Linked DNA regions of Salmo salar: region 2 is linked to region 1. A link is a contact called in public Hi-C data. All regions are on one chromosome and are shown on one strand. Each heading gives the region's core, a stretch centred on a gene start, on an enhancer-like site or on the middle of the called end of the contact. The rest is flanking DNA. Distances are from core to core; before and after follow the strand shown. Region 1 holds the start of LOC106580723 (mRNA decay activator protein ZFP36). Region 2 has its middle 17 kb from the start of LOC106580722.

Region 1 (5,316 bases), core at 1,702-4,201:
GACCACACTGCTAGGTTACAGCTCAGCTCCCAATCAACACATTAGCTCCAGCATATACGCATGGCTAGTTCTGAAACTGAGCTCTATGCATGCAGGATAAGGAGTAAGTTGTTGTTTTGGGTCAAATGCCTTCAGTGACTGACACAGTATTTTGGCCAAATACTGGACCTATCACCCATTTGTGTTCACATAACAGCCGTCTCCAGAAAGATATAGACTGGTTGCTCACAGCTTACACTGAGGAATTGAGAGCTTCTTCTTTTTCTATTTTTGTATTATTAAACCATGTATTCTGCCCTCATGTAGCTTCTGTTTGTGTTGTCATCAAATAGTAAGAAATGTTTTCCTTATTGAATCAAACTTGAGACAAACTGTGAAACTGTCAAAAAGACAATGAAATGCAAGAAATGACATTTCTTTATCATTTTCATTTATTTCTCTTGTTTAGCCGATCAAAAATAAATTCATATTTTTTTCTCAATTATTCACACATCGTTTTTACATACCCTGACAAGTTCTTGATAAATAAGTACAAAATACATTGGTATTACCACAATAAATATCATAATAAATATATTAGTTAAGTCTATACAATTACAAAAAGCAAAGAAATGCAAATAAGTCAACATATAGTCTATGGAAATACTGTGATGTTACAGTCCCTGATGAAATAGAAGTCACCTACTACAGTTGAGTAGGACCCGACCAGGGTTGTCAAAACATTATGCAACAAAACAGGTCTCTAAATAAATGGCAAGGTTACACAAATACCCCCTCCTAGATCTGTGACATACACAGAGGGTGTACTAGCACCTTCTCACTTTTGTCACAGATGTGTTAAAATATGATGAAAGTCCAAAAATAATATGAAAAATAGAATTTGGCAAAAGTATAAAAGAAGTGTAAAGCTTTGGTTAAATGCTACATAGAGAGACTAGTCTCCCAATACCTAGTTTAAAGTGCATATCACAGTGAGAGAATGTATTGTTGTCATTTTCCAAGTCACATTGATGGTTTGAATAGTTCTTGGTATACACATGAATACCAACAGAATAAACAGACCTGACAAACAGTTCTGTCAGCTTACTAAATGGAGGGGAGTCTTTTGTTGATCATATATTTAAAGGACTAATCGAAGTAAGGCTACTAGGTCCTTCTCATATTGATTGAGACAGGTAAAGCTACTTAAAACGTTGTTACTATCATAACGATCAAGGTCATTTTTAAAGAAAGCAATTAATGGAAGACAAGATGAAAAGTTAAATGAAAATATTCATAATTATAAAAAATATACAGATTTTGATAGAAGTTTGAGTACCAAATAAATGTCACTGAGCAAGTAATTTACTAATATAAATAAACAGTATAAAGTGTTGATGCGCATCATATTGATAGGATTTCTGATTTGTGTAAGCAGAACCTTCACAGTTGATCAAGGTTCGTGTGTTCGATTGTCTCTATGTGATTTGGGTTTCCTAGTCAGAGAGTGACAGACGCGCAAAGACGGTGAGGCGCTTGTTGCCAGCCCCATCAAATGTGGGGGACTCTGAACCGCTGGTGCTGCCTGTGCTGGTGTAACTATCCCGATCTGAGAGGGAATCTTCAGAAGAGAAGCGCTGGAGGTTTTGCTGGGTGATGTAGATGTTGTTGCGGTCCTCCATAGCGTACGATTTGTTCAGAGTGTCTGGGGAGTTATTTCCGTGGCCACAAACGCAGCGTGAGGGCTTCTGTGGCTCAACTATCATAGGGATTTTGTGGATGTCACCAACACTGGGTCGGCTCTGACAAAACTGAAATGTGTCGCGTTGGGTGTCATTGAACACTGGGGAGAGAATGTCCGCAGGGGGTGGTGACACCGAGGGAGCACGGGTGAAGCCAAGGGGGTCGTGGAGCGCAGGGGGGGGTGAGCTGCGTGATCTCAGGAAACCTGCGAAACTGACGCTCTGACGGAGCTGACGTGGGCTCTGATCAGCAAGTGCTTGGTTGTGGAACTTTTGGGTTAAGGGGGTGAGCTTCTCTTCGTGAATGAAGTGACAGCGGGCTCCATATGGGCAGTAGCCAAAGTTGTAAAAGGTGCGGCAGGCCTCCGTTTTGTATTTTGGGTGCCTGTACAAACCACGCAACTCAGGCTCTCCATGGGCAAACTGACACTTGCTCCCATATTTACAGCTGCCGTTCTCCTGGAAACTACGGCACAGTTCGGTCTTGTAACGGTTGGAAGGGAGAGGTGTCGGGCTGTTCAGTGGAGGAAATCCAGGCGGTGGAGGCACTTCATCCAGGGTCTTCATTTTACCGAAGGAGAGGACACTGGATTCGGTCAGACTCATGGAGCGGTCAGGTCTGAAGGAAACCTGTGGTTGACTTGGAGCCATCTTGCTCCAAATGTCAAGTGGCCAGGGGGTATCATTGTTCAATTGCTCAGAGCTTAGACTATGGCTCTTTGGTGAGAAGAACGAAGTTGAACGGTTGAGACGAGGTAACATCGGTTGAATTTGTTTCTGGGTGAATGGTTCATCTAAACCCAGATTGATTAGATTCTGTGGAGAGAAATATAACAGTCAATAAATGATCACGTTATAACCATGTAATAGCCTACTCACGATGCAGAATTGTAGCATCTGCTCTGCTCCTCAGAAGCTTAATCGTTAAATATGTTTTGTGAATATTTCAACATATAATCAAAGTTGAAAGGAGCCAACAACTAATAAAATAGTCTAATTGTGTTTTTTTTACCCACCAAATGCATAACCATAGCTTATGTTACTGATCTGAACATAAATATAAACCCAGTGAATAAAACTTACCCTCGTGATAATATCGTCGATCATATCTGACATGCTTCTATGTATTCTTGTCCGTTGAAAAGTTTTAGTTCGCCTGTCACTTTCAGCTGCAAGACACGGGCGATTGCGCTGCGCTGTTACTGCAGGACTCGCCTTTTATAGTTTATTTAGGGCGGCAGGCGGGGTTTCCTGTGCTATCTTCCCGGACACCACTCCCGTAAAGTTTCATACACAGCAACCAGGGTTGTCGTAAAGCCCTGTTTTTGTATTTTTGAACAGCTGTGTATTGTTTCGGTTTCACCAACATTCAAACATAAACGCATCATATAGACAGTGCTACATAATACGCACACAAATAGTCACCCACTTGTTCATTATTTTCCTACGTTCAATTCGATTTTAAGTTACGATGACGACTAGTTTTGGGATAGTAGGCTATGATTAACTACTTCGTTGCTGGACACATTTCCCCCAAGGCTGTTACCAGAATCACCCCAGACTTTTTCCTCATTGGTTTCTATGCGTGAGACCTGCTCTCTGTTTTTATTCTGTCTTTAATAATATATTTTCCAGTCTTTACTTTCATTTTCCAACAGTTATAGCCTAGCCCTCAAAGGAGGGAAAGATAGTTATTTATATACCCTTAGGCTATAGAAATAAATATGCCAATGTGCATTATTTAAACTCAATGTTTTCAATCACTCTTCAGACAATTACACTCACATTTTGGCACAAAACAGACATGGTCAATTTCATGTAGACTACATTTAGTTGGAGACCGGATGGTGGTCATGTAGACTATAGATCTAACAAGGTGGCCTAAAATGTATCTGTATGTCCATCTGTATGTCCATTTTACATGACAATGTAAAGACAGGTGACAGAATCCATTTAGGCAATGACTTTAGTATGATCTTACTGTAACAAATAACATTATCCAGTAATCAGTCTAGACTTGAAACACAGGGTCTCTAAGGATATGGTTTAGTTTCTATTTGTGATATCATGTAGTGTTTGCTAAGTCATGTGTGGTACCATGACAAGGCTGAATTAGGTTATGTAAGTATTTTTTCCATCTGTGTTACTGGTAGCCCAATGGTAAACAGACAATGTGATTACTAATCCCTCAATAGCAGGAAACTCTTGGATAATGACTATGTTTCTGTTTCTGCTATTTAACCATCAATGAAACCATGGGTCTATCCCTTGCCTGACATAGCACTGTTCACACGCGTGAGAAACGCATCTGAATTTGTGTGGCTAAATAAGTCATTTTGGCATTAACTCGACACCAATAAAGTAGATGCAAGAATGGCCCGATTTTAAAGTGTGGAATAACCCACTCTTTGTCTTGATTAGTAGACTACATTCGGAGAGTATTTGGTACATTAGTTGTGATACACTTGCTCATGTAAATAGTGTCAAGTTGAAGAAGTTAAGAGGGTTTACAAACATATCCAGTCCAAATATATCCAGTGACAGTGTCCCATGTTGAGTTGATCTACAGTTCTTAGAGGTGACTGTATCTCTATTTGTCATGTGGGTTTGTTGTCACACAGTTCATAAGTCTAACAAGGAAGTGCGATAGAAAGTAATATATTTACTTTGAAATGCTTACACTTGGATGTGCGTTGAGCTCTTTCAAATTAGTCATTTGATTGCCAAACGACCTAATGGCAGAAGGGACACGGTTTCAACTATTCAATGTTTAATAAGGAAACTGCTCATTTTACTTGGACCCTATCACTCCCTCAAAATGCTTATACATTGACTTCAGCACCGTTGTTACTGGATAGTGTTTTTGTATAATCTGGTTGTGTCCTAAACTTTAAAGCCTGTGTTTAACTCAGTATTAAGGTTGTATTATGGAGACAATGTGAGGGGAAATGGGTGCAGAGACTGGCCTATCATGATGTGTAGTAACTGCTGTATACATATTCCTGTAAGCCAGCTCCTCATTGCCTATATAGCCAAGGGGTGGATGTGGAACTGAAACACAAACTTGAGGCAGAAACACTCTATGTCCCTCCCTCCCAAGACATATTATGTCAGTTTCCCACCTTAGTGGTCACAGTGTACCTTTTCTTTACATTATGTCATTATCCCAACAGCAGTGTTACGTGTCCATATGGGGCCCTGAAAATCTCAAGTTTCATCAATTGCAGGCAGCATAACTCCCGGCCACAGAAGCAGGTAGAGCAGGCATGCCTACTCATGTCCAGTTAAAAATAACCCCAAGCTTCCACTACCTTGTCAAATTTGGTTGGAACTTATATTTAAAAATGGTTAATGAGAAATTGAAAATATTTTATTCCTTGCCTTTTCTTTCCCTTTTTTTCTATTTTGTTTCCCAATCCACTTCTTTGGTTTCTCAAACTGTGAAGTGGTGTGCATCTTTCTCCAAGTTTATTTTCTTCCCTGGTCCCAAGAGTATGGAAAGTCGCTCCTAGTGAGTTGGGAGGTGCGCAGCATACTTGCTCATACACACATGCTCACACAAATATACATACTAGCTAAGCCCTAAGGGACATTC
Region 2 (5,316 bases), core at 861-3,360, 36 kb before region 1:
ATCAACCAAACATTTCACCCTGTCATTGGATTTAGGTTAAAGGTTAGGTAAAACATTTATTTTCATTCCCTTATGTTGATGACTTTTTGCAAATCCAATCAGTTTTCCACGTTGATTCAGCGTCATCACAATGATTTTTTTGGTTGAAATGACATGGAAACAACATTGATTCAACCAGATTTTGCCCAGTGGGTTGTTAGGTTAAAATGTGGGTGTTTAAAAAACAAAACAAGGCCCACTCCATTGATAACAAAAGGTAGGTTGTGTCAAGCGTGAGAATGTTTGTGAAACCTTGAAGACATTGCTCAGCTATTAGACGTGTGCTTCAACTCTTTTTGTATGTTTCAGCCTAGTTTACGCACTGTAGCAAATATTTTTATGAATTGACCGAACTCCTTTATGGGGTAATGTTTTTTACCTTGGAGAAATAAAGTGTCAGGGGTTGGATGTGTGGAATGGTGAGTGTGTTTTCAGATGTGTGTGGGTTGACAAACACACTAAAAGACCCTACGTGGCTTTAATATTTCCGAATGAAGCCCTTATTTAGAGATGTCAGACTCTCCCAGGCATTTAACTTTCTTGGGCTCCTGGACTTACAGTCCTTACATGGCAATCTGAATGACTTGGACGATCATACATTTATGAACTAATAGATACCAAATGTATCTCCGTTTGGCAGCAACTCTTCATAGTCATGACAGTATGTGATGATGTATTGTGTCAAAACAATGGTATCTTAGAGACGTCTCCAGCACAGGGAAACCACCTAGTTCATTGTGAAGATGGCCTGGGTTGTGTAAGCTAGTGATGTAAGTCTAGCACTGCCTAGCAAAGGCAATAATGCTTGGCTGGGCAGATGTGTTGTTTGGACAGGAGTGTGTCACTGTGTAAACTGAAACATGTCAAATAGTCATTTAGCACTGAGAGCTACTGCTGATCCAACTCCTTAGTAGCGAACTAGGTCATTATGTTTAGCGGGAATAGTAGGGGCACTGTGAGTCAAGCTCAGTGTCTGCTGCTGCCGGGGCAAAACTGACAGCAAATCATGATTTTAGCTAATTCACCTTTAAAATCATAGACATACATCACAGGTTGTGACAGGACTTGTGCGGGCGCAACTGGTTTGGTATTTGCGTTGCAATGTGTTATAATCCTAAAATGCATTTTCTGTATTTTTAACAGTTGTATGCAATGCTGTGTATCCAGACAACTGTACAAAATATTGAGCGTGATCATGGATATTGATGATATTCTATCATTTTAGTTGACATCTTTCTCTTCATTTCTTTCCAAAGAGGATATACTATCTTTGTCTTGAGCCCCTTACTAAGTATTGCCATTCATCATGTATTCTCATGTATTATTGAACCAGAATGGAAAATTACAATGGAAAATATACGTAGAGAAAACAGCCTTCAGACATGTGTTCATTGGCTCCCCATACCTTATATAGGACTGTCTGCCCCATGGGACAAACATCTTAACAAGATCTGTAGCAACTCTTGAGAAAGGGAGCCATTAGTTAATTCAATTATTACTGAGTGATATCTTTGTGTTATTGCAAATTTGCCATGTGACCCAAAGTAGGCCAAGACTTAACTGTGAGTAATTATGTGTTCACCAAAGATAGATACATTTTATAAATATCACATTATCACAGTGTAAGAGGTACAAAACAGGAGGCTTGAATAACGAACTGGAAGCTTAACTTGATTGTTACACATTTTGAACCCTAACCTACAATACACAAAACAACCAGTGATTATCTTTAATAGTTTACGATGTGTACAGTCTACACTAACATTGGTTTTGTCCTGGTTATTTCTGTATTGAGAACTGAGATACCCAATTCAAAACAAATGTCTATTAAATCCCCCTAACTCTCCAACCCCTGTGTGTGTGTGTGTGTGTGTGTGTGTGTGTGTGTGTGTGTGTGTGTGTGTGTGTGTGTGTGTGTGTGTGTGTGTGTGTGTGTGTGTGTGTGTGTGTGTGTGTGTGTGCGTGCGTGCGTGCGTGTGTGTCGGGAACATTATGTTTTTGGGCTACACTGTTTCCTGTAATCACTTCCTTCAAATGGTTCCCCTAATTTGTGAAAAGTGCGTGTGACAGATTTTTCTTTCAGTTCTACAGAGTTACAAACCATATTACGAAATAGGTCAATCATCCATTGAGGCAAGCCCATTCTCCACCTTCTCTTCCACTCCTTCCTCTGATTATTTTCCTTATTCCTGCTGGTTCATAGGAACCTTGTCTCCCCAGCAGACCAAAGCATGTCCGTTCCCCTGCTCCACCATACAGCTATCCCTCTGTCACTCCCGGGCTGTGGAATACGTCATTCAGCTTCACACCCAACAAAACTACCATCCTGTCCCTCTGCCAGCTCTACTAGACTGCACTTGATTCCCAGAATAGGTCGGAGACTGAGTATAGGAAATACAAAAAAAAACATGTATTGCCTTGTGTTATCACTGAGTGTACAAAACATTAAGAACACCTGCTCTTTCCATGATATAGACTGACCAGGTGAATCCAGTGAAAGCAATGATCCCTTATTGATGTCACTTGTTAAATCCACCTCAATCAGTGAATATGAAGGGGAGGAGACAGGTTAAATAAGGATGTTTAAGCATTGAGACAATTGAGACATGGATTGTGTATGTGTGCCATTCAGAGGGTAAATGGGCAAGACAAAAGACAGAAGTGCCTTTAAATAGGGTATGGTAGCAGCTGCCAGGTGCACCGGTTTGTGTCAAGAACTGCAACCTGCTGTTTTTTTCACACTCAACAGTTTCACGTGTGTATCAAGAATGATCCACCACCCATATCCAGCCAACTTGACACAACTGTGGGAAGCACTGGAGTCAACATGGGCCAGCATCCCTGTGGAACGCTTTTGACACCTTGATGAGTCCATGCACTGACAAATTGAGGCTGTTCTGAGGGCAAAAGAGGGTGCAACTCAATATTAGGAAGGTTTTCCTAATGTGTTGTACACTCTGTGTATGTATATAAGTAGTTTGTTTCTTTCTCTATCGTAACAGAAGGAGTCAGGAATTCCCCAGGGCAGATGTCTAGGCCCCATACTTTTTCAATCTTTACTAACGACATGGTTTTGAGTAAAGCCAGTATGTATGTGGATGACTCAACACTATACACGTCAGCTACTACAGCTACTGAAATGACTCCAACACTTAACAAAGAGTTGCAGTTAGTTTCAGAATGGGTGGAAAGAAATAAGTTAGTCCAAAATATTTCAAAAACTAAAAGCATTGTATTTCGGACAAATCATTCTCTAAACCTTAAACCTAAACTACCTCTCATAATGAATAATGCGGAAATTGAGCAAGTTGAGGTGACTAAACTGCTTGGAGTACCCCTGGATTGTAAATCGTCATGCTCCAAATATATTGATACAACAGTAGCTAAGATTGGGAGAAGTCTGTCCATAATAAATTGTTGCTCTGACTTCTTAACAGCACTATCAACAAGGCAGGTCCTACAGGCCATAGTTTTGTCGCACCTAGACTACTGTTCAGTCATGTGGTCAGGTGCAACAAAGAGGGACCTAGGAAAAATGCAATTGGCTCACAATAGGCCAGCACAGCTGGTTCTTAGATGTACACATAGAGCTAATATTAATAATATGCATGTCAATCTCTCCTGGCTCAAAGTGGAAGAAAGATTGACTTCATCACTACTTGTATTTGTGACAGGCATTGACATGTTGTCTGTTTGAACTACTGGCACACAGCTCAGACACCCATGCATACCCCACAAGACATGCCACCAGAGGTCTCTTCACAGTCCCGAAGTCCAGAACAGACTATGGGAGGTGCACAGTACTACATAGAGCCATGATGACTACATGAAACTCTATTCCAAATCAAGTAACTCATGCAAGAAGTAAAATTAGCAGAACAACAGAAGAGACACAAACACAGGCACAGACACATGCATACACACACATGATGACATACCACTATACAAACTCTTAAACATGGATTTTTTGTTGTTGTAGATACTGTATGTGGTAGTAGAGTAGTGCCTGAGGGCAGACACTTAATGTCTTGTGAAATCTGTTGTGAATGTATTGTAATGTTTTTAAAATTGTATCACTGCCCTAATTTTGCTGGACCCCAGGAAGAGTAGCTGCTGCCTTGGCAGCAGCTAATGGGAAGCCATAATATATACAAATACAAAATGACAAAAATATTTTCATCAACTCTCTTCACCAACTAGCATTATTGGCCATGTCAGTCTTCTTGCAATACCAGATGTTTCTAATATCTGTTGTCTTATGTGTTGCCCTCTCATGGCCTCCAGTATTACCATACAAAATGAAACTATTTCACAAAAACAGCTCAATCGTTTTCTCAGGTGCTCAGTTTGGTTGTAGCTAGAACAGTTCAGCCTGCATTAGCAGAGTAACCAAATGTCTAAATAAAGAAATGAGTAGACGAGTAGATCATTACCGTGGAGCACACAACAGGTAGTGGCATTTCAACCTGTCATGTCTGGGAGAGGTTGGCTTACTGCCAGAACCAATGTTGACCCTAAAAGTGTATCTTGAATGTATCAAGACTGTAAGGGGAAATAAAACATTTGGCAACCCTCACTGTCTCCATTAAAACTTGTTTCACTTTCCTAAGGCTAATGTGGAAGATTTGATCTGTCTGCGTGAATGGCTGCAGGGCAATGAGCATTCCAAAATGTGTTACAGTTGTCTTTCTGTTATTTTTATGCACCAGGTTGAAACATTGAAACTGTTTCTTTGCACACACAGCTTTTGTCTGGATGACAGGCAATAAAAACAATTATTGCATGAAACCCAAGATTTAATGCCTTGAACCGAGAAGCTCAGGGCAAAAAAGCGCTTACTCTAAAAAATAAATGGTTTAATATCATTATAAAAATAAATAATTTCTAGAACATATCATAGCTATCATAATTGCAGACGAATAAAGCTTTATGGCGTAGCTGAAGCAATTATATTATATTACAAGTTAAAAAGACAGCTCAGTTCCTGCTGTCGGCTTCATGTGAAGTATTTGGTAAGGAATGAACATTTTTCTCCTTACACTGCCCTTGAGTAAAACTATCATCCAAAAAAGAATCAGTATCATACACCTATAATCTGAGACTCTCTTCACATTTTTTTTTCTTCAAATCAACATTCAAGTAACTTCTTATGATTCTCTATAAGGATTAGCCATCTTTTCACATAGGCCAGTACCACTTGTATGTGGTAAGTAAAGAGCCCATACCTGATTACTACATTATGATGAGAATAAGCTATACCCCCACAGATATCCTAGT

Evidence for each region. Hi-C and Micro-C count contacts between places; a contact is called where the count stands out from the background.
Region 2: a Hi-C map of gill shows a contact between it and region 1, with 2.2 times the contacts expected there. The contact joins the enhancer-like site here to the promoter of LOC106580723 in region 1. A contact is called at or near these places in 2 of 3 Hi-C or Micro-C datasets (gill and muscle).

What each region holds. Positions count from the first base shown.
Region 1 is chrssa20:50,432,896-50,438,211 of Ssal_v3.1, reverse strand. LOC106580723 (mRNA decay activator protein ZFP36) reads right to left here and starts at 2,951. Exons shown (of 2, transcript XM_014162065.2): 1 at 2,805-2,951; 2 at 409-2,537. The coding sequence starts at 2,837. The coding sequence ends at 1,476.
Region 2 is chrssa20:50,468,160-50,473,475 of Ssal_v3.1, reverse strand. No RefSeq gene overlaps it. Among protein-coding and RNA genes, the nearest start is that of LOC106580722, 17 kb to the left of the region's middle. Within about 2 kb of position 2,110, at least 3 of the 13 cell types and tissues checked have an H3K27ac peak or open chromatin away from gene starts, as enhancers often do. A contact at or near this core is called in gill, where this site is marked.